Linked DNA regions of Sus scrofa: regions 1, 2 and 3 are each linked to region 4. Evidence: chromatin contacts called from public Hi-C, HiChIP or PLAC-seq and promoter capture Hi-C data. All regions are on one chromosome and are shown on one strand. Each heading gives the region's core, a stretch centred on a gene start, on an enhancer-like site or on the middle of the called end of the contact. The rest is flanking DNA. Distances are from core to core; before and after follow the strand shown.

Region 1 (5,082 bases), core at 2,063-4,562, 520 kb after region 4:
GGTAATGGAGAAGTTTCAAAAGATGTTAAGGTAGAACTTAACAGGGCTCATCAAGACATGCTGTAATTTATCTTTTTGCCACAATGGAAGGGTAGGTGCAGAGGGTTCAGAACTTGTTAAAATGTAGATTCTAAATCAGGTAGCGTCTGAGATTGATGCATTTTCTTACCAGTTCCCAAGTAATACTGATGTTGCTGGTTCTCAAACTATACTTTGAGTATTAAGGCTATAGTTATATACTCATCATGCCAAAAAAAGCAAGCAGTTATTTAGGTTCTCCTAAAGGTAACAAAACCTACAAATTAAAAGTTTTGGTTTACTATTTTGGCCAGTAAAATGAGGGGGAGGGTAGCACAACTCACTCAAAATATGACTCTACACATATATGTAAATTATACGCAAAGTGAGAAAATCTATTACCCCCCAATTTTAGTGATCAGAACATATTATGTGGAAGGACAAAGTAAGTCTAATTTGTAGGTTTTGTTACCTTTTTCGCAAATCTAAATATACACAAACTCTAATGTATACACATAACACACATGACATTTATCTGCTTATTCCGGGAGTTAAAATACAGTGATCAATGATTATTTCCTAAAGCTTCATGTTAGTCTACAACAATCTTCATAAAACTTTCAACTGGAAAAAAACATAGTGATTATGCTACAGCATCACCGTATTCCTTGAGAAGTATTTAGGCTAAGTACACATACATATGTGCACTGATAATACAATTTACATATACTGTAAGCAACAATACAAGATAAGTGAATATGATTTACCAGGTCAACTCATAAAGCTACAAACACAGAATGAAAAGTGTAATTTTTTTTTTTTGTCTTGTCTTTTTAGGGCCACACCCACAGCGTATGGAGGTTTCCAGGCCAGGGGTCTAATTGGAGCTGTAGCTGCGGGCCTACACCACAGCCACAGCAATGCTGGATCTAAGGCACGTCTGTGACTTACACCACAGCCCAGGGCAATGCCGGATCCTTAACCCACTGAGCCAGACCAAGGACTGAACCCGAGTCCTCATGGATACTAGTCGGGCTCGTTAACCACTGAGCCACGATGGGAACTCAAAGAAGTGTAATCTTTTTTTTTTTGTCTTTTTGCCTTTTCTAGGGCTGCACCCTTGGCATATGGAGGTTCCCAGGCTAGGGGTCTAATCAGCGCTGTAGCCAGCGGCCTACTCCAGAGCCACGGCAACACAGGATCCAAGCTGCGTCTGCTATCTGCGACCTACACCACAGCTCACAGCAACACCAGATCCTTAACCCACTGAGCAAGGCCAGGGATCAAACCTGCAACCTCATGGTTCCTAGACGGATTAGTTAACCACTGAGCCACGACGGGAACTCCAAGAAGTGTAATCTTAATTGAGGTAGTATTTTTTTCAGTTTAGAGCTTACATTAGCTTGTTAATACAACAAATATTTACTATTTATCATCAGCACCAGAAAATCTCGGCAAACATTTGACTCAGTCAATCCAAGAAGAATAATATAGTCCCTACCATCAAGAGGCATTCTATATAATCAGAGATAGAACACAAAAAGTTAAATAGTAGTGTGCTATATGCCACAAAACAGAATACAACTAGGTTTCAAATGAATGCTACATACCTGCAGAACATTTGTAAAATTGGTAAAAATGTTTATATACATACAGGTATGCATACACAAAGCTCTGTATGTATACCATACATACACTATGTATGTATATAAATACACAAGTTTGTAACTGAATTGACTTCACACTCCTACCTAAAGCCAGTTCTATCAACCCCCTATTGAGAGCTCTACTTTCTAGCCTGGTTTAGAACGGCATTGTCTATTACCTATTTAAGAAAATGAAATCGTGTTTTCGGATACTGGGAAACACCACTAGCAGACAGGATATAACGACTTGGCCTGTTGTTAATTGTTCAGTTACATATAATGCGCTTCATTCAGGACGCAAACCTAAGGCCTTTCAGGCCCCTCTACACTTCAAATTACACAGAGCTTGAGAAGCCAGGCAGAAGGATCGGTGATCCTTGAGAAATTCTCGCTAGGTACTGCTTTCACCCGGGCGGAAAACGCGCTCAAGCGAGGAGTCTAGCAAAACAGAAAAAGTGAGTTGACGGCAAAGACAACCAGGGATGCACAAGGCCATCCCTAAGCGGTCATTTCAAAGAATCCCAGGGAAGGGAGAAGTGGGTAGAGGAAGAGAGTAAGCATACTTACTTTTTGTTGTCAGTGAAGAAGCGTGTCTGGAGCTGAGCCATGGCTTGCCTACAGAAACGTACAGGGTAACAGTTAGATAACCCGTGCTCGGGTCTTTAAGGCTACAAAAAGAGGTTGCTCAAAATTACACTGCACGTGTATATGAAAAACTGCAGTCCAACTCCGGGCTTCCGCTTTCCTTCCTCCGGCCTGCCTAGCCAGAAAGCACCACGAGGCTCCCCTTCCACAAGGCCCAGCCCACAAACATCGACTACCTATTCCTAGATTTAGGAGTCATCGATTAGTAAGGCATAGTCTTAAAGGCGACGTTTCCCTTTAATTTTGTTTGTATTTAAAAAATATATATATTTAAGCTTGCGCTCGATTATGAAAATACAGAGAGGCCTGATTCAAATCCGCTTATCCGCGCTCTCTCTCTCTCTCTTTTTTTTTTAAAGAGGCCATCCTTAGGCCCGATAATTCAAACACAGCTCCTAGATACTACAAACCCCAGAAAGCAGCGCTTGTCAGAAGCTGTACCCACTGGGAATTGTAGTCTTTCTTGCCTCTCTCCCCTAGGGATATCTTATTTGCATTAAACCTTCCCGACTCCAGCCAAATATCTATTATATTTCCTCTGCCATCAGCTTTAATTCACGAAAGCCTTTCCGGGCTTATCTGCTCAAGCATACTCCCAATCACACTTTCGGTCTACCGAGATTTTTCTTGGTGTTTCGCCACTAGCTTCAAGCTTTAGATCCAGGTGAGAGGAGGGGATACGAAAGAAAGAACGAATCAGAAGGGAAACGCGACGGTGGCTGATAGTGGTCTTATCTCGAGCGACTGCGCTGCGCGCTCCCGGAGGGGTGCGCCTGCGCACTGTGAGGGTCTCCATGGCGGGGCCTCGGAGCCAAGACGAGGTTGAGTAGACTCGTTTTGAATTTTCTTCCCTCTACTCCAGCACTTTTTGGACTTCCCTTCTCGCCCTATAGGGCGCTCGGCCGCGGTGGGACTGGGGGAGTCCGAGGTTTGGGAGAGCTGTCTGCGCCGACGGACGGGACACTACCTCCCAACCCCCCTTTCTTCCTGCTGCCTCCTCCTCCCGCCGCCTCTTGACCCGCCCGGTCCCTGAGCAACCGCCGGCCCCCGCCCCCTGCTGCAACCCGGCGTCGGTGGCGCCTTCAGCGCCCCACCTTGGGCGGTATTCGGGGCCCTATGTGTCGAGGCCTACTGCGCCCCGCCCGGGACGGGGTTCGCTGGAGAAGGTGGAAGTTCGTGTTTTTAGGAGGGTTTCAGAGCGCAAGGAAGAACCGCCTTGGATTCGGACCCCTGGGCTGGAGCGCCCAGTGTGTAGTCCCATGCGCAGCCCCGCGCCCCGCTTTTTAGAGTTCTTTTTTTCTCTTTAGGAGCCCCCTTTTAATTTCCTTTTAGAAGGAGAAAGGCGTCCTCCCACACTCTCTACGGTTTTTTACCTTTTCTTTCTTTTTTTTTTTTTTGAAGTCACCCAAAGGCCTAATGGTCCCGGGAATTATTCTAATACAACCGAGTTGTTTTTTTGAGGAAAGATGGATGGAGAGATACTATCTAGAAGGAGAAAGGCGTCCTCCCACACTCTCTACGGTTTTTTACCTTTTCTTTTCTTTTTTTTTTTTTTTTTTTTTGAAGTCACCCAAAGACCAAATGGTCCCGGGAGTTATTCTAATGCAACCGAGTTGTTTTTTTGAGGGAAGATGGATGGAGAGATACTATCTAGATTTCATAGTCGCTTTTTAAGGCATTCATTAGAGAAGCTCCAAGAGGGAAATTTAAAGAGACAGCAGTTTAGAGTAAGGCAGAACTGGATTGCAAAATTTTGGGAAGGGGTATGTGTGCAGGTGAAAACAACTAAAGCTCTCCTTGGTTACGTTGCTTAAAGATGTACTACGATTAAGTAGACGCCTGGTTTTTAAATCAATCATAGACTATGAGAAGGAATTTAAACAATTGTAAGCGAAAAATAATCTGTTATTAGCAGCAATGACAGTGAAATTAGGACCGTTTTCCGTTTACTCACCTTAGAATGTGGGTAGTGGAACCGGAATGCCTTATTTCGAATCCTGCCTCCGCTACTTAATAACTTCTCTGTGACACATCTTGGTCAACTGTGAGATTAAGTGCCACAGAGTAAATGTTAACTATTATTACCACCATTACCCTTTAGATACCAGGTGAACTAGAAGCTTTGACAACGTGAATAAGGACTAGCCTCATGATTAGAAGAGTAAAATGAAAAAACCTCTGTGCTGAGGGCCTAGGAAAGGACTAGACTTGCAAGTAGAATCCGTGGTCATTTAACCATGTGCATCATTGTAATTTTAAGAACTGTATGTCTTAGTTAGACCACCTGAAGCTTGAAACTTTTTTTCCTTCTTAATTGAAGTCTTGCTATTTAACCCATATATTTTGAATTTGGTAGAAGTAAAAAGAAATTTGACAGTTTCAAATATCATTTGCTTTAATCATATGTGATTTTTAAGTTACAGTAGTAAAATTGAATTAAAATTCTTAAAACTTGAAATAAATCTAATAGTTTTTCAGATAATTTTAGTAGTATATCATTGGTTAAAATATATTTTTAAATGTATAGTTAATCAGATTAATTTTTAACTATTATGTTTTAAAATTTATCAAAATAAAATACTATACCTGGTAGTTAATACAGGTTGATCCTAATTCAAATGGAAAAATATGATCAGTAAGATACAAAACCTAAATATGTGCTTAATAAGACTTCAGTTTGCAAAGCAGAAATGTTGAGTTCACTGAAATATGTGTTTCATTTGACTGAGACCTTTTTTAAGGGAAAATTAGTTAACATTCCAGGATAGCTGAA
Region 2 (5,495 bases), core at 2,223-4,722, 840 kb before region 4:
TGACCTTGGGTACGTTAACTTACCCTTTGCTTTAGTTATCTATAAAAACACCTCATACTGCTACTGTGACAATAAGCTAATATAGGTGAAACATTTAGAGAAGTATCTAACACATAGTAAGATCTATACAAATGTTTCCTATTATACGATTACTGCAGATCAAATATGACTGGAAATCATGAATAATTTAGCTCTTTCAACTATTAAGTTATTTTAAATGTGAATATTACCTTAGTGTTCAGATTTCTTATTAACTAAACAGGATAGTAACCAGAGGTTCAAAAATTGGTATGGATGATATAAACAAAGCTGAAAATAAACATGAAATAACATTATCATCTCATTCCTTATATTGGTGTTTACCGTATTTTGTGTATTGAAGTAAAAATCTTAAGAAACAATTTTTTCTACTCTTTGTGACTACAGATGTTAACCATTTGCAGAAGAGGATAACACTCCTTGGCTCATATTTTCAATTACAGAACCACTAAGCCTTTGAACTGGAAAGACTTTTGAGATGAAAGGCCAATCCTACCAAGGCTTACATAAGTAAAGAGGTGCATTTGTAATGGTCTTTTTTTTTTTTTTTTTTTTTTTTTTTTTTTTTTTTTTTTTTTTTTTTTTTTTTGTCTTTTGTCTTTTGTTGTTGTTGTTGTTGTTGCTATTTCTTGGGCCGCTCCCGCGGCATATGGAGGTTCCCAGGCTAGGGGTCGAATCGGAGCTGTAGCCACCGGCCTACGCCAGAGCCACAGCAACGCGGGATCCGAGCCGCGTCTGCAACCTACACCACAGCTCACGGCAACGCCGGATCGTTAACCCACTGAGCAAGGGCAGGGACCGAACCCGCAACCTCATGGTTCCTAGTCGGATTCGTTAACCACTGCGCCACGACGGGAACTCCCTGTAATGGTCTTTAACTCTGTGGAGGATGAGAATTGCAAGTAGATAGAACAACTGGTTCAAAAGCACTAAAGCAGGGCTTCAGGATTTATTCTAGATGTCCAAGGTATGCAGTAGGAACCGGTATTAGGAAATAATGCTGGAAAATGCTTTTCCAACCTTTAAGGTCAGTAATTTTTTTTTTTTTTTTAAGGTCAGTAATTCTGAAGTAGGTACAAGTTACCTGACCCACACTTTGAAGTAAGGCAGATAGATCTAGGTATGAATCTCTACTTGTTACATAAGCAAAGTTTTTGAACCTCAGATTATGCAACAGAATTATTTTAGTGATTAAGAGATCCAACGTATGTAGAGCTCATAACTGAGATGCCTGGCTGATTGGAAGTACTCAAATGTTTGTCTGACTCCTGTCATCCTATGAATAAAGATATGTAAATATAACAACTGTCTTTCAGTGTTTGATGAATGTCTGAGACTTGCTGAATGTTACTGAATTTTAAAAACAGAAAGCTGGAATAACTGCTGAGATGATAAAGTGTCTTCATGCTTGCCCTTTCTTACCACCAAATGTCCTTCACAATTTCTTCTGTAGTGTCATGTCACCACCGTCAACATGCTATTTGGAGATCACTCTAGCTCAGACTTCCAATTCTACAGCAAAGATTTGAAGTTGAGGGGAAAAATGACTGAAATAAATTAAAAACAAAAACCTGGAAGAGTCCTTTTCATTTTATTTCTATGGTCCATTCTAGCTTGATGAATTTCCAGTGAAAAGTTTGTTTCTGGGGCAGAAACTGCAGGTTTAAATAAAAGGCTCGTGGGCAAGTAACCGAGTTCACCACTATTAAAATGACCCAGAAGTCTTTCAAGTGTTTGGGAGATTATCTTTATGCTGATACTAAAAGGATATCTGCCAATATTCATTATTTACGGTTGAAACTAAAGGCAACTGTCTTTCTTTTAAAAGACGTCTGGCTCAAAATCAATTGCAAGAAAAGCCCAACTCAACATAGAGCTCTTTTCCACTATCGTCTCATCTCTCTCCCATCACAGATGGCGACTGAGGCTTAAGGTTTAACGTCCAGACACTAAAGCCGCTCATCGCTCGGGGATGGGGCACTAGGTGAGTACTGTCCGGCAGAGGATGGGATACTGCTAATCCTCCTCAGAGGCGCATCTGGGGTGAACCCGGGGACCAGAGTCCAATGCCCACCACTTCGCCCTTATCCTTAGAAAACCACCCGCTTCCCAGAGCGGGGCGGGGACCCGGCGAGCACCCAGCCCTCCAGTACCCAGCTCCGGCTCCAGTGTCCGCGCGCGACCTCCGAGGACCAGGAGGAGCGCGGGGCGAGGAGGCTCCTCTGCCTTCAAGAGAAGATGGCAAGAGCAAGTTCGGGTCGTGCGCGGGAAGGTTACTTACAGGAATAGCCCGGGGTCCTCGGTCCTGCGCCCGCGCTCCTTCAAGGAGAAGATTCTAAAAGCGGCGGCAGCCTAGGAGCAGCAGCCAAAGCGGCCGCCGCTGCCTGTAACCGCCCGGGCGTGGCAGGGACTGGTGGGCGACTTCACAACATCATCACTCGGCGACTTCGGTTTTGCAGCGACGCCGGCTCAATTACAGTCCCCCGCCCCGCACAATTGGGGAAGAGAGGACGAGACCCACTCTCCCAGCAGCCTCTAAGGCGCTAGCGCACTACCTGCTGGGAATTGCAGTTTCCTCTAGGCCACGCCCCTAGCACGAAAGGCCACGCCCCCTAACCGGCGGCCCCGAGGCGGGAGGCGGGGCCGCGACCCTGCAGCCGGGGTGGGGCGAATCCCGTCCCGGCGGGGTGCCCCGGGCTGGGGCCGAGTTCCAGGCCCACAGTCCCAGTCCGGGTCGCGCCGCCCTCTTGAGCTTCGCGGCCCGCGCTGGGAGCGGGCCTTGCGCTCTCGCCTTGCCCCTGGGCGGGCCGGGCACCCGGGCCCTGCACCTTTGGCTGCCTGAGGAGAGCTGCTGGCTTTGGTCGCCGCCTAGGTAATGAGGGGACGCCGGGCCGGGGAGGGTAAGGGAGGGACAGTTGGGACGTGAGGGAGCGCGGTTGCGTTCGCGCTAACCTCGGGAAGCCCGGGACTAGAACTCGCCACCCTGCCTCAAGCCCGAGCCCGGGCGGCCAGCGGGGCTGTGGAGGGAGCCCGGCTCTGCGTGGCGACCGGCCCGTGCGCCCCGCGCAGCTCCGGCTCTGCCCGGGAGTCCTGGGCCTCGCGGCGGCGGAGGCACCTGCGTGCGGCGTAGGCGGCGCCTGCTGGGGTTGGCGGTGCCAGGTGTTTGGGGGCCCATCCGCCCGCCGCGCTCTCCCCCGGCCCCGCCACCCCCACCCTTACCCTTGCTCTCACCTTTGGCCGTGCTTCCCCGCTCGAGAAGTTTCCAAACCGAGGACGCCCTCCGGCCCCCGCTCCGTGTGACACCTTCTGTGAGTTCGCTAACAAAGTGCCCCAAAACAGGACTCGGAAGGAAGCTTTTACATCATTAAATGCTCAAGCTGCGTTTGGTCCTCGGTATTTAAGTTCAGCGTTGTGTTGTTTCCTCGTGGGTTTGTTGTGTCAGGCACCTTTTCCCTTAGAACTTGATCAGAATTTGTGACAGCGCCTACCTAGCCTAGAGCCTGGCACACAGTAGGCACTTCGTAAATATTTTTTGAAAGTGTGAGTCACGATGCTAAGTTTGGAAAATTCTACTGAGTTGTGCGTCGCTCTAATTTTTAAGACTTTATGGGTTCCCAGGATCCCTTTGAAACTTACAGTAATCTTAGAGCTCTGCGCAGTTAAATCAGGTTTTTTGCATTCCCAGTAACAGTGGTCTCTTTTGGATGTTTACATTAACTAATTCTCTCCCCCCTCCCCAGTTGTGTAATTTAGATGCGCTCCTGATTTTCTCAGCAAGTGTTAATTTAACCTTTCAGATTAAAGCCTTAGGAGGAACCATTAATATAGAACAGATTTAAATTATTTATAAGGCTTTATCCTAATTAGCTTTTTAGATACAAGTGCAAGAGACCACACTGATGTACCTGTGAATATATTTAGAAATACAAGTCTCACCATGATTTTTTTTAAAGAATTTATATTTATACCTAGTGAAAGCGCATGCAGGAGAAAATTATGACAGCAAAGCTATCCTTCCCTCCCCCCGCTGCCCTTAGCAGGGGCAGCTGCTGCCTTGACCTCAAAATGTCTTATAATATTATCTCTTAATAGTCTGTCACATCTAAAGCAAAATCTCTGGGATTAACCCATGCACAGTTCTCACAGATTGTGTTTCTTATGAGTTTTTCTGGGAAAAAAAAAGTGTAATGGAGTTTACAAAATTTTTGTTGTTTAAGAACTTACTTATATTACGTGGGAAAAGCAGGAAACAAAATCCTGAGAACCAGGAAATTCAGTTAATCATGATATCTCTAATCTTACTGCTTGTGGGAATGTCCCCTACAAGTGGTCAGGGCCTTGTCTGCGGTGGTCACTAATGAGTGTCCCAAGTGCCTAGCACAGTGCCTGACCCATGACAGGCATTCATTAAACATTTGTGAAGTGAATACTTGGCTTTTTTAGTCAATAGCACAGTGACTTTCAGGTGTGTGGTTTTTTCATTTACTCGGATGTTTCCTTAGAATAAGTTAATGGAAGTGAGAATTTTATTAGGTCAAAAGGTATGAATATTTAAAAATTAATTGGAGTAGACTTGCAATGTTGTGTTAGCTTCAGCTGTACGGGAAAGTAAATCAGCTATACATATATCGATTCTTTTTCAGATTCTTTTCTCGTATAGGCCATCACAGAGCATTGAATAGAATTCCCAGTGCTATATAGTAGGCCTTGTTACTGATTGATTTTTGTATATATATTAGTTTATATATGTCCCAACATTTTTATCATTATTAAAACATTGCCAACCTGCTTTCCAAATGAGCCCTATTGTTTGGTACTGCCACCAATAATATCTGAGTGTACCTTTCAAAACATCTTCTTCAGCTCTTATATTGACACAATATTTGCTAGTTCTGAGCCCTTTCAGATGAAATATTCAATTTGATCTCAGTCACCTTGGAAAGTGGGCAGGGCAGGTGTTGCATTCCCCCTCTTGTAACACAGCAGACACCAGCGTCTTACATTGATGATAGTGAATGGCAGGTGACAAAATAATCAAGCACTCTCAGATTTTTCTTCGTCCTGTTTTCTGTCTTTGGTTTATACTGAATATCCTGAGTAAATTGACATCCTTCCCTAGCAATAAAATTGGCTGCTACTCTATGGTGAGCAAAGTCTTTTTCTTTCTCATTTTGTTCAGATGTTTGTAGATACCTTGATTAGACTTGGGAACTTCATTAAAATGAAATAATGAGCCACAATTTAGATGAAAGAGATATTGGTTAGGTATAAGGAAAGACCTGGCACTAGCAGGTTTAGAGCATTACCACCTTTTAGGAAAGATCTGGAAACTTTTGGTGGTGCTTTAGTAGCTCCTTGAATCTGAAGAAGCTCTTTTAACCCTCTGAATCTGTTAGAATCTTCATAAACTATTGAGCTTAGTACTCCGTTAATGAAAGTGGACAGAACTTATTTGT
Region 3 (5,787 bases), core at 2,359-4,858, 620 kb after region 4:
ATTGGCATCACTTGGGAGTTTGATAGACTGCTGACCCACTGAATCCCAGGCCTATTGAATTAAAAATCAGCATTTTACTAAGATCCCTGGGGGACTTGTATGCATTTAACAGTTTGAGAAGCAACATGTATGATAATATTATCACCTTTGTTTATGAACACATTTATTATTTTTGCTGTAATTTATACATTGATTAAATTTATGTTTTATACTGTTTTTTTGTTTGTTTGTTTTGTTTTGTTTTTTGGCATGCTTAAGTTCCTGGGCCAGGGACTAAACCTGTGCCATGGCAGGGATAATGTCAGATCCTTAACCCACTGAGCCACTAGGGAACTTTATTTTTTTGTCTTTTGTCGGGCTGCACCCACAGCACATGGAGCTTCCAAGGCTAGATGTCCAATCGGAGTTATAGCTGCTGGCCTATGCTACAGCCACACCAATGCCAGGTCCAAGCCAAGTCTATGTACTACACCAAAGCCCATGGCAATGCCTGGATCTTCAACCCACTGAGTGAGGCCAGGGATCGAACCTACAACCTCGTGGTTCCTAGTCAGAATTGTTTCCGCTATGCCATGACAGGAACTCCCTTTTTTTTTTTTTTTTCTTTTCTTTTTTTTTATGACTGCACTCAGAGCATATGGAAGTTTGCAAGCCAGAGACTGAATCTGAGCTGCAGCTGCAACCTATGCCACAACTGTGGCAATGCCTGATCCCCAACCAACTGTGCCAGGCCGGGGAGCAAACCTGCACCTCTGTAGTGACCTGAGCTAACACAGCTGGATTCTTAACCCACTGCACCACAGTGGGAACTCCTATAGAGCTGTTTTATTATGAATCCAACATGCTATAACTAAATTTGTAGTGGGAGGAAAACTGGAGGTGGAAATAGTACAGATACATAGTGAAATAGGTATTTTTTTTCATTATGCAGTATGCAGATGTTTATTGAGCTCCTACTGTGTATAAGACACTGTCCAAAAGACTTGAAAGCAAAGTCTCTGTTTTCATGGTGCTTAATTTTACTAGGGGGGAAACTCACACTAAACAAATAAATTATATGTCATCTGATAAATACTATGGTGAAAAATAGATTAAGGGAGAATAGGGGATGCTTTTTTCTTTTTTGTCTTTTTAGGGCCAGACCTGCAGCATATGGAAGTTCCCGGGCTAGGGACTGAATTGGCTGGCCTATGCCACAGCCACAGCAATGCAGTTCCGAGCAGCGTCTGCAACCTACACTGCAGCTCACAGCAATGCTGGATCCTTAACCCACTGAATGAGGCCAGGGATTGATCTCACTTCCTTATGGATACTAGTTGGGTTCCTCACCACTGAGCCACAATGGGAACTCCGGGGATGCTGTTTTCTAAAGAAGTGTCAGGGAATGCACGCAGATGTCTTAGTCTGTTTGGGCTGCTACAGAAAATACCAAAGACTGGGTAGTTTATAAACTGAAATTCCTTTTTCACAGTTCTGGAGGCTGGAAGTCCAAGATTAGGGTGCTAGCATGGTTGAGTGAATGCCCTCTTCCAGGTCCCAGATTTCTCCTTGTATCCTCACTTGGTGGAAAGGGTTAGGGAGCTAGTTAAACCTATTTAATAAAAGCACTAATCCCATTCGTAAGGGCTCCTCCCTCATGACTTAGGGCCTACTTCCTAATACTATTACCTTGGGGGGGTGGTATGTCAACATATGAATTTTGGGAAGACACAAACATTCAGAGTACATCAATGGACAAGTGATTCTTTTTTTTTTTTTTTTTTTTTGGCTGCCCTGTGGCATATGGAGTTCCGGGCCAGGGATCATATCCAAGCCAAAGTTTCCACCTACACCACAGTTGTGGCAACATGGGATCCTTTAACCCACTGTGCAGGGCTGGGGACTGAACTTCTGTCTTGATGCTGCAGAGACGCTGTGGATCTCATTGCACCATAGTGGGAACTCTGAACATGGTGATTCTTCAACAGAGACTTGAAGATTGTGTGTGGGCATCTGGGGAAACAATATTCTGGGTAAAGTCCCAGAGAGTGGAATGTGCTTTGTGAATTTGAGGAGCAGCATGGAAGCCATGTGTCTGGAGTGATATAAGGGAAGGCCAGAATAAAATAGTTGGAGATGTTAAAGAGGGAAGTGTGGGAGGAAAACATAAGTCCTTGTTGGCCCTTTTAAGTGGGATGGGAATCCACTGCAAAGTTTTGTGCAAAGGATGTAACATCTTATTTCTATGCTGAAAGGTCATTCTTGTTGCTATGTTGAGACTAATCCATGAGTGGGGTGAGTGTACAGGCAGAGGCAGAGAGACAAATGGGGAGGCTACTACAATAATCCATAAAAGATTTAGTAGTAACTCACATCCTGGTGGTAGTGGTGTAGAAAAATAGTTAGATGTGTTTTGAAGATACAGCTGAAAGGCTTAGTCTGAATGTGACATATATAAAAAAGACAGCGAGGATACTTGTTAGGTTCTAGGAGAATGAAGCAGCTAATTACTAAAACGGGGAATATGGCAACAAGGGTAATTTCTTCTCCTCCTGCCACTTCCAAAATTTTCACATGTCATTTCACAGGTCTGCTGGAGAACCAAGAGATTTTGAAAAGGCACAGTTTGCTAACAACTACCCCAAATTATTCAAAACTCTGCTACCTTAGGGAGCAATTGTAAAGGAATGAGTATGGCTGTTTTCCAACAAACTTTAAAAACAATGGAATTTGAATTTCATCTAATTTTCACATATCATGACATATTATTTTGATTTTTGTTAAGTTTTCAAGTAGGATGGTCTGCAAAACCTAAAATATTTTTTCTCTGTACACTTTGCCAGCTACTGATATTGATGGAAGGAAGATGGGACACTAGTGATGGTATACGGGATTTCATTATACTAGTTTACTTTTGTATACTGTTTGACATTTTTCACAATAAAAGTTTTTTAAAAATGTTTAGGTGTACTAATCTCATGCGTCTTTCCCCAACTCCTTAAGCACCTTTCCCCCTAAAGTGGTCTATAGCTAGTAAATGCAGTTGTTTTCCTTTCGTATCTTTTTTTTTTTTTTTTTTTTTTAAGAGCAAAGCCCTTTTAATTCTTTAGTAGTGATGAAACAAGCCCGTTGTGCTTGACACTCAGCGACAGCGGAAGTATGAGACACAAACACGATAAAGGATTTTGGGGTGCGTGTGGGAGCAATTGTCTGTTCTTACATTAGCGTACACTCTCAGGACCAATCCCCTTTTTACAAAAAGAAATCAAAATGAAATCCTCTTTAGTTATCACCGTAGGGTTCCCTGCCCTCCAATGATTCCCGGAAATGACGCCACGAGCCGAACGCTCTGTCTGCCCATCCCCGGCAGCAGCAACGGGTGGACGTAAGCACGTCGTCGGTCCTTAGTCTCGTTCAGCTCGGGGCCGACAGGAGCGCCCCACCGGGAACCGGCCGCCGGGTCTTCAGAAGCCGGGTCGACTGCGACTGCGCAGGTATGCTGGGGCGAGGCTTCAGGTCATCCCGCCCCTTCCCAGCCTTCGCAACCAATGAACAGCTAGTGCCCTGGGGCGGGTAAATCCTTAGAGGCCAGAATGATTAGCCGAGAGGAAAGCCCCTCCTCTGGCCCCCTCCCAGCCTCCCGCCCCGCCCCGTGCGGTCGCCGCCCCGCCTCCCTCTCCTGCCCGCCTGCTTAGCTGCGGGGTGACACGGGGCTTCGCTGGGGAAGGGGGGGGCAGGGAAGCAGATTAGACGGCCTGGCGGCGGCGGCAACACGACCCCCCAATGTGAGCGTGGTGAGGCGAGCGGGTCGTAGGGAAGAGGGGGCCGCGTGGCAGAAATGGGAGGGCCCAGGGTGTTTGGGGGTGAGGGCGCGGTAGAGAGGGGGGCGGCCGTGAGGGGGCGAGGTCGACCCGGATGCGGTCGAGAGGGCGTGGGTAGTGGGTCGCGGAACGCCAAGCTCGCGTTGCCCCTTTGCCAAAGCTTCTCTTGGCGGCTCGGCTCGCATTAAGTTTGCCTCCCTTTCTCGGTTGCCCGGGATGCGAGGAGGAAATTTAAAGGTCCCCAAAACACTCGGAGGTTTTCCCGAGGTGTTTTCCTTGCCGCGCCGGTGTTTTCCTTGTGCGCTCCTTAACTGGATGGAGAGGTAGCGAGGCCAGGTGGAAAGGTCGACTTTCACTCCCTGAGGATTGTTGCAACAAACAAACCAGAAATTCTTCCCCCTCCTCCCCACGCCCTGCCCTGCAACACAGCGACAAACATTCCCAAGAAGTTTTAAGAAGCAGCCTAGAGAATTCCAAGGGATTCTGTCTTTGAAATATGTCAGTATGTGTGCTTTTTCTTATGTTTATAGAAAATGTATGAGTGGGAACGGCGTTTTTGCTGCTTACTATCATTGGACACATTTTTTGTTATGAAAAATACTCATCTTTGAGTTCTGCCCAAGAGGATTCTGATTTTCTGTTGATGTGAAATATTGTATTAGCTGTGATGTTTTTCTGAAATACCAATTTCTGTGAAATCCGATCAGTTGTGAAAGCTTAGCCAGTTGTTTGTGGGCAGTGAAGAAAATAAATCTCTAGTTTTTATAAACCCATAATTGTTAATATGGCCTCTTGTTAAAGGGAATCTTGCATCTTTTTCTCTTTTACAGATTTATGTAATTGCCCAAAGACCACTGATGAATATATGTTGGAATAACTGCTGAAACTGAATCTTATTAACCAGAAAGCAGACCGTCCTTTGTTTCACTTCTTTTTGTTTTCCCTACTGCTTTGAGTTTTATTGTAACAGCTGAAAAACTTGGAAAATAAAATGAACATACTGTGGTCTTGAACACAATTTTTTTTTTTGAGGAAAAATTAAAGTGCCAGAGTGAAAGCCAGAATGGCATCCAGAGAGAGACTCTTCGAACTTTGGATGCTTTATTGTGCGAAGGTAACTACTTTTCTTTCTATTTCTAAGTTTTAAAATACTTTGTTATAAAAACTTTTGTAACTGCCATTATTAACATTTTATTTAATGGATAATATCATGTTTATTTATAGTAATGACCTCAAATGTAAAAACGCAGGATTTTCTGTTTTCTGCTTTTGCAAGTTCGAACACATACCCAATATTGGCATGTTATTAAAAAGTGTACGGTGTGCTTTTATTTATTTTTTGTCTTTTTTCAGGGCAGCACCCGTCACATATGCAAGTTCCCCAGTTAGGGGTCAAATCCGAGCTGCAGCTGCCTGCCTATACCACAGCCATAGCAACACCAGATCCGAGCTGTGTCTGTGACCTGCACCACAGCTCGTGGCAACCCCAGATCCTTAAGCCACTGAACAAGGCCAGGGATTGAATCCAAGTCCTCATGGATACTAGTCGGGTTCCTTGCAGCTAAGCCAAGATGGTAACTCCTAGGGTGTGGTTTTAACTTGATATTTTTCTTCAGTGATCCTAACATTATATAAGTAAAACTATGACCTTAAGATAAAAATATTTATATTTTTGTTTGGTTTTTTTCCCTCTCACAAGTGGAAGTACTGATAGAGATATTTTTATAAGACCATTAAACATTTTTCTCATAATTAATCTTTTTTAAGTTGTATAAAAAGGTTATTGTATAAAAGGGCTATAGACTTGAGGTGGTTACTGTAAGCTTGCCCTAATGCACCTTAGAAGCATTGTCTTACTTGATCCTCACAATCATCATGTGAAACGGGTATTGTAATTATCCTTTTTGACTGATGAGAAAAACTGATGCAGAGGTTAAAGAGGCCAATGAGAAGCAGGCACTTCTGCTTCTGTACCTAGTTGGACTCT
Region 4 (5,782 bases), core at 3,169-5,668:
GGTCCTTCTAATAGCAGGGTTTGATATTCGAGGGGCCGATTGTTTAAGAGACAATGTCCACCCTTGGAGCTTAGAATACCTGCTAGATCATGAGAGGTATAGATAGTTGGACTGCTGATAATTTAATGGCCTTGAAAGTTAGTAGGGCCACTGAGGCTACTACTGGTAGGCAGTGTGGCCAACCTTGGGTTACTGAGTCCAACTCTTTACTTAAATACACTACAGGTTGTTGAGATTCTGCCTTTGGTTGGGTTAATACCCCTAGAGCTACTCCAGATCTTTCCATTACAAAGAGATTAAAAAGATGTCCTGTTAGTAAGCTAAGAGCTAGAACCTGAAGAAGAGCCCATTGAAGTGCCTTAACGGCTTTTTTGTCTTTGGGTTCCCATTGTAGGATTTGGGTACTGGATTGTTGTGCTTCCTTTAGCATTTTATACATTGGGCATGCTAACTCTCCATAGCCAGGAATCCATATCCTGCAGTATCCAGTAATGCCCAGGAATCCCTGAAGTTGTCTAACAGTACTGGGAAGTGGGTACTGCAGGATAAGTCTGATCCTTTCCTCTCTTAAAGCTCTAATCCCTTGTGATAGCTTTAAACCCAGATATTTAACTTCAGGTTGACAAATCTGAGCTTTGGATTTTGATACCTTATAGCCATATCACGCTAAGAAGTTAGGGAGATCACGAGAAGTCACCTTACATTGTTCCTTGGTATCAACACAAAGAAGAATGTCATCAAAGTATTGAATAATTTTGACAGGCTTGGAAGCCTTAAAGTTTGTCAAGTCTCTGGCTAATGCTTCGCCAAAAAATGAGGGCTGTCTCTAAATCCCTGAGGCAAGACAGTCCAAGTTAATTGTGTGGACTAGTCAGAGGGATCCTCAAAGGCAAATAAGAATGGCGAGGCCTTAGCCAAGGGAATGCAAAAAAAAAGAAAAAGAAAAAAGGCATCAAAATAGGTTTTGATTTTTAAGAGTTATTTACACCAGTTGAGCGTTCATTGCTCCTCCTATCCTTCCTCCAACGGCCCGGACTTCTGGGTCAATATTTACTTCCATCAGAGGCAGGCATAAGCCTTGATCTGGTTCCACTGTCATGTGGATTGAGGCTTTAACCTTTGACAAGGTATCTCTTCCTAAAAGTGGAGTTGGACTCTCTGGAACAATCAGAAAGGCATAAGAGAAGAAAACAGACTCCCAGTCACAACTAAAAGGTTACATAGAATTTTGTAAACGGCTTGCCAGAAACACCATGAATAATAGCAGATGTACTTGAAGGGGACCCAGGGTTGGAGAGGAGGATCAAAAAGGTGGCTCCCATACCCACAAGGAAGTTGATAGGCTGTCCTCCTACATTCAGAGTCACCTGGGGCTCCTGGGTAGTGATAAGGACAGGAGACAATATGGAAAGCCCTGGGTCCCATCAGTCTTGATCCTGGGCCTGAGGAGTCAACCTCAGAGAGAGTGCAAGCCTTGGGGCCTTCCCCTTTAAAGAGTCCCTCTTTTCCACAGAGGAAACAGGCTCTGGACTTGGGTCTTTGCCCTAGTCCTTTTGCCTTGAAAACTCCCAGGTTGACTCCTTGTAGAGCCTTAACTAGAGCCTCAGCCTTTTCTTTGTCTCTCCTCTTTTCCTTTGGCTCTTCCTGGTCCTGATTATAATACAGCTGACTTGCTATTCTGAGGAGGTACTCTGGATACTGATCAGGGGCAAAAGCCAATTTCTGGAGCTTCCTCCATATATCTGGTGCCGATTGAATTATGAATTTATTCTTAAGAATTTTTTGGCCCTCCAGTGATTCTGGGTGCATTGGTGTATGCTTCCTCAATCCCTCTCTGAGCCTTTCTAAGAAGGCCAATGGACTCTCTTATTCCCCTTGACAGACCTCCAATAGTTTAGAGTAGTTAACAGGCTTCACTCATGCTGCTTTTAGGCCTTCAACTATACAAGTGATAAAATGGTTCCTATGCTAATTTCTTTGTCTCCCTCATAAGTAGACCAATTGGGATTGCTCACAGGAACTGCCTGACCTCCTGTAGGAATCATGTTAGCTCCTCTTCTGATTTACTCCTGGCATTTATAACATACCACTCATCTCCCCGGCCTTGAGCATATTCATTCTAAAACTTTATTCTTTTCATTTGTAGTCAATGTCTGGTTCAGCAATAACATGATGTCCCTCCGGGTCAACTTGAAAGATTGCGTGAGACCCTGAAAGACCTCTGTGTATCTATGTGGATCGTCAGTAAATTTTCTCAAATCTGCTTTACAATGGGATGGACTTGTAATTTAAGGGGTATTCTCTAAGCTTATAAAACTGGATTATGAGGACCTTTATCCATATAGCCCTTAGATCTTCTTCCCACAGTGTAAGGGGCCTCCCTGTGTCTTGTCCTCTTAGGGATGCCACTAAAAGATGGATTTCCATTAAAAACTGGACTCTGGCCACTCAGCTAACATTGCTCACTGTGATATGCTGCTTCCTGATATGCTGTAAAAAATAGGGAAGATGGAGGTGAGTCTCGTAAGGGGGTAGGGACGGCTACTTTAAACCCTCCCTCACCTTTTAAGAAGTCACAAAAACAGGAGTTCCCATCATGGCGCATTGGTTAACGAATCCGACTAGGAACCATGAGGTTGCGGGTTCGGTCCCTGCCCTTGCTCAGTGGGTTAACAATCTGGCGTTGCCGTGAGCTGTGGTGTAGGTCGCAGACGTGGCTCAGATCCCGTGTTGCTATGGCTCTGGCGTAGGCCGGTGGCTACAGCTCCGATTAGACCCCTAGCCTGGGAACTCCATATGCCGTGAGAGCGGCCCAAAGAAATAGCAAAAAGACGAAAAAAAAAAAAAAGTCTCAAAAACAGTATTTTTGTTTATGACAGGTCTTTTGAAAATTGCTAATCCTCAGGAATAAAGTAACTTGTGGTTTCCAAAATGCTTTACAAAGGCTAGAGTATATAGAGGGAGGAGTACCCAGGGTGGGAGAAGGGGAAGGCCACGTTGTAAAGTTTGCCTTGTGACTTGCTTCAGCCGTCTTTGGCCGTCTCCCTCGTGGGACATCCCGTTTGGTGCCTCTCAGCATATGGCAAGTCCATGTAAACCCCCGACTGGGACTCCTGGTCTGACTGGGCTCAGAAGGTCTGCCTTATAGCCATATGAGGTCACTCAGGGGCTTAAATGGAAACTTGGATCAGGACTCCACACTGGCTTTGTGTCCATGACACGTCTCAGGCACACACATTCATTCTCCTTTCAAGAGGCAAATAGGAACTGAACAAAGTAGAAAGCAAAATCACAAGCTTGCTTACCTTATGAGTGCTGGTGTATCAGATCTTGGACAGGCCCCGGAAAGATGTTACCGGAATCCCAGTTCTTGTTCACGGAGCTGAAGAATGAACTTTGTGAACACACAGGCAGCAAGAAAGCAAAAGTCTTTATTAGAGAAAGGCAGATAGCTCCCAGCACAGACACTGCGAGGGAGAGGAAGATTTCCCACACACTAACTTTCTAAGGAGGTGTTATCTCTTAAAGACAGGGGTACCAACATGGGGTCCTGCTATCAGTCCTGCTCCCTGTTGGCCTTGCCCAGCACCTATACTGGGCCTTGTCCAATAGGGGCTTAGAGTCAGGATATACTCCATAGGCTTTATGGTCCTTTTGTTCTTCTTTCCCTTAGACTTAGAGTTGCCATTCTTTACATTCCTTTTCTAGCAGCCAAATGTGTAGATCAGAGGTTAATGTCCACAGATGTACTTTCAGTAGTTAATCTTCCAACAAGCAAGGGCTGTTTATCTTGATTTGTTTTTACAAATTTAAAACCGTGGACATTAATCAGGGAATATATGGAAGCCCGTGTTCCTACACTAACTATTGGAATTATTATTCTGCCTCACAAGTTCCCAGGCTAGGCGTTGAAACGGAGCTGCAGCTACCAGCCTAGCCACTGCATCATGGGATCCCAGCTGCATCTGCAACCTACAAGCCCCCAGCTTGCCGCAATGCTGGCTCCTTAACCCACTGAGCAAGGCCAGGGATCGAACTGCCGCTTCATGGATGCTAGTTATGTTCTTAACCTGCTGAGCCCCAAGAGGAACTCCCTGAAGGTTTTGTTTATTTTTGTTTTTAATTTCTTTTTTTGGCAGACCTACAGCAGGTGGAATTTCCCAAGCCAGGGATCGAACATGCGTTACAGCGGCGACCCAAGCCACAGCAGTGAACAAGACCGTACCCGTAACCCGTAGCCACCACCATTCTCCAAAGCAGGACAGTTTTCCCTTTCAGATTTTTCTGAGCTTGAGCAAATAAAACCGCGGTTGCGCTCTACGAAATCTCGCGATATTTTTACGGTCCTTTGTGGCGGGAACAAAACGGAAGCCAGGGCGACTCTGCTGCGCGTCATCTGTCGGAAGTGAAGTCACGTCCCAGAAGCCTTGGGGAAGGAGAAGCGCCGGGACGCTTTCTGCATGTAGTCAGGTGTGGAACGTTTTTGCAACGTGGTCTGGCTCTTTGCCGGACGGCGTGCGCCCAAGTGCTTGGCCAGCCGCGGCCTTGCGGGCCTTGAGGGCCTACAAATTTGGTCTTTTTTTCACTGGTTTAAGATCTCGTGTCACGCCACTCGGCGCCCTGACCCGGCTTCACCATGTTGGTGCTGTTTGAAACGTCCGTCGGCTACGCCATCTTTAAGGTAGGTGGGAGCCATTGGAGGGGGATGGCGGGTGTTGGGCAGGGGAGGAGAGGGAAAGACCTAAGGGGAGGACGACAGCGCTCATGTTCTCGTGGGTGCTTTTCTGCCCCCCTGGTCCGAAAGGAAGGGCCTGGAAGGTTTGGGCCTGGAAGGCGCCTATTTCGGTGAACACGTGGCGGCGTTGTTTGGGCCTCCCGGTTCTGTAAGGGGATTTGGCCCAGTTAGAGAGGTGGGCAGGTGCCGTATTAGAATTTTACAGGTTATGATAAAGAGTTTGGATTTTGTTGAGTGATTTGAGGAGTAATTGGGAGACTTTAACGGAGGAGTAAACTGATTTAACTTTATTAATGAAGTTGCTTTGCTGTGTGTGAAGTGGATTGGCGGGACGGGGTGCAAGAAAGGAAGCAAGGATATTTTTGCGTTAATCTAGACAAGATGAAGTTACTTGGATTAAGGTTTGTGTGGGTGGAAAGAAGTATTGGGAGAAAATTAGAAGGTAGAACTGATGGGATTGGCTGAGGGATAAAAGAATGTGAGTTTGGGGTTTAAGTGGGTGTGGTGGTAGGGAGAAGATTTAGGGATCTGGGAGGGTTACTAAAGTGTTACATTTTGGGCCGTTTTCAGCGTTTGATGTCTGTTAGACATGGAAATGCAGTGGTCATTTCAAGTTTGAAGCCCAGGGGAGAAATCTGAGCTGAAAATTTGAGTTTTGCTTATTTTAATTGGGAAAGTTTAAAATTAACTTCATCAAGGAGTTCCCGTCTTGGCCCGACTTAGGATCCATGAGGATGTGGGTTCGATCCCTGACCTCACTTAGTGGGTTAAGGATCCCTCGTTGCAGTAAACTGTGGTGTAGGTCAGCTGCCACAGTTCCAATTGGACCCCTAGCCTGGGAACCTCCATATGCCACGATTGCGGCCCTAAAAGACCATAAATAAATAAACAAATAAAATTGACTTCATCAGCAAGGAAATAATTGAATAAATAATTGAACAATGTGACTATCGTTTAGTAGGGTGCCATTGAGATGTTAAGAGAATGAGGTAAATTGAGTGGTATCCTGGTGCTCTACAAACATAGTAATGAAAAGCATATTTTTCA

The links. Promoter capture Hi-C pulls out the DNA fragments that hold promoters and counts their contacts. Hi-C and Micro-C count contacts between places; a contact is called where the count stands out from the background. HiChIP or PLAC-seq counts read pairs in DNA pulled down with a chosen protein or histone mark.
Region 1: a Hi-C map of skeletal muscle shows a contact between it and region 4, with 2.6 times the contacts expected there. The contact joins the promoter of WDR12 here to the promoter of NOP58 in region 4. A contact is called at or near these places in 2 of 47 Hi-C or Micro-C datasets (liver and skeletal muscle) and 2 of 2 datasets of contacts at active chromatin or transcription factors (alveolar macrophages and skeletal muscle).
Region 2: a promoter capture Hi-C map of liver shows a contact between it and region 4, with 8 times the contacts expected there. The contact joins the promoter of TRAK2 here to the promoter of NOP58 in region 4. A contact is called at or near these places in 1 of 5 promoter capture datasets (liver) and 1 of 2 datasets of contacts at active chromatin or transcription factors (skeletal muscle).
Region 3: a contact with region 4 is called in an H3K27ac HiChIP or PLAC-seq map of alveolar macrophages. The contact joins the promoter of NBEAL1 here to the promoter of NOP58 in region 4. A contact is called at or near these places in 1 of 5 promoter capture datasets (liver) and 1 of 2 datasets of contacts at active chromatin or transcription factors (alveolar macrophages).

Annotation. Positions count from the first base shown.
Region 1 is chr15:106,407,411-106,412,492 of Sscrofa11.1, forward strand. WDR12 (ribosome biogenesis protein WDR12) reads right to left here and starts at 3,313. Exons shown (of 14, transcript XM_003133592.6): 1 at 2,926-3,313; 2 at 2,232-2,279. The coding sequence starts at 2,272. It overlaps CARF (calcium-responsive transcription factor), which reads left to right and starts at 3,008. Exons shown (of 18, transcript XM_021075550.1): 1 at 3,008-3,130.
Region 2 is chr15:105,052,582-105,058,076 of Sscrofa11.1, forward strand. It overlaps TRAK2 (trafficking kinesin-binding protein 2), which reads right to left and starts at 3,473. Exons shown (of 16, transcript XM_021075699.1): 1 at 3,271-3,473. STRADB (STE20-related kinase adapter protein beta) reads left to right here and starts at 2,637. Exons shown (of 12, transcript XM_003133587.5): 1 at 2,637-2,911.
Region 3 is chr15:106,512,674-106,518,460 of Sscrofa11.1, forward strand. It overlaps NBEAL1 (neurobeachin-like protein 1), which reads left to right and starts at 3,609. Exons shown (of 55, transcript XM_021075109.1): 1 at 3,609-3,764; 2 at 4,631-4,914. The coding sequence starts at 4,864.
Region 4 is chr15:105,889,190-105,894,971 of Sscrofa11.1, forward strand. It overlaps NOP58 (nucleolar protein 58), which reads left to right and starts at 4,419. Exons shown (of 14, transcript XM_021075921.1): 1 at 4,419-4,681. The coding sequence starts at 4,637. LOC102166561 (a long non-coding RNA gene) reads right to left here and starts at 4,373. Exons shown (of 3, transcript XR_308179.3): 1 at 4,226-4,373; 2 at 3,306-3,394.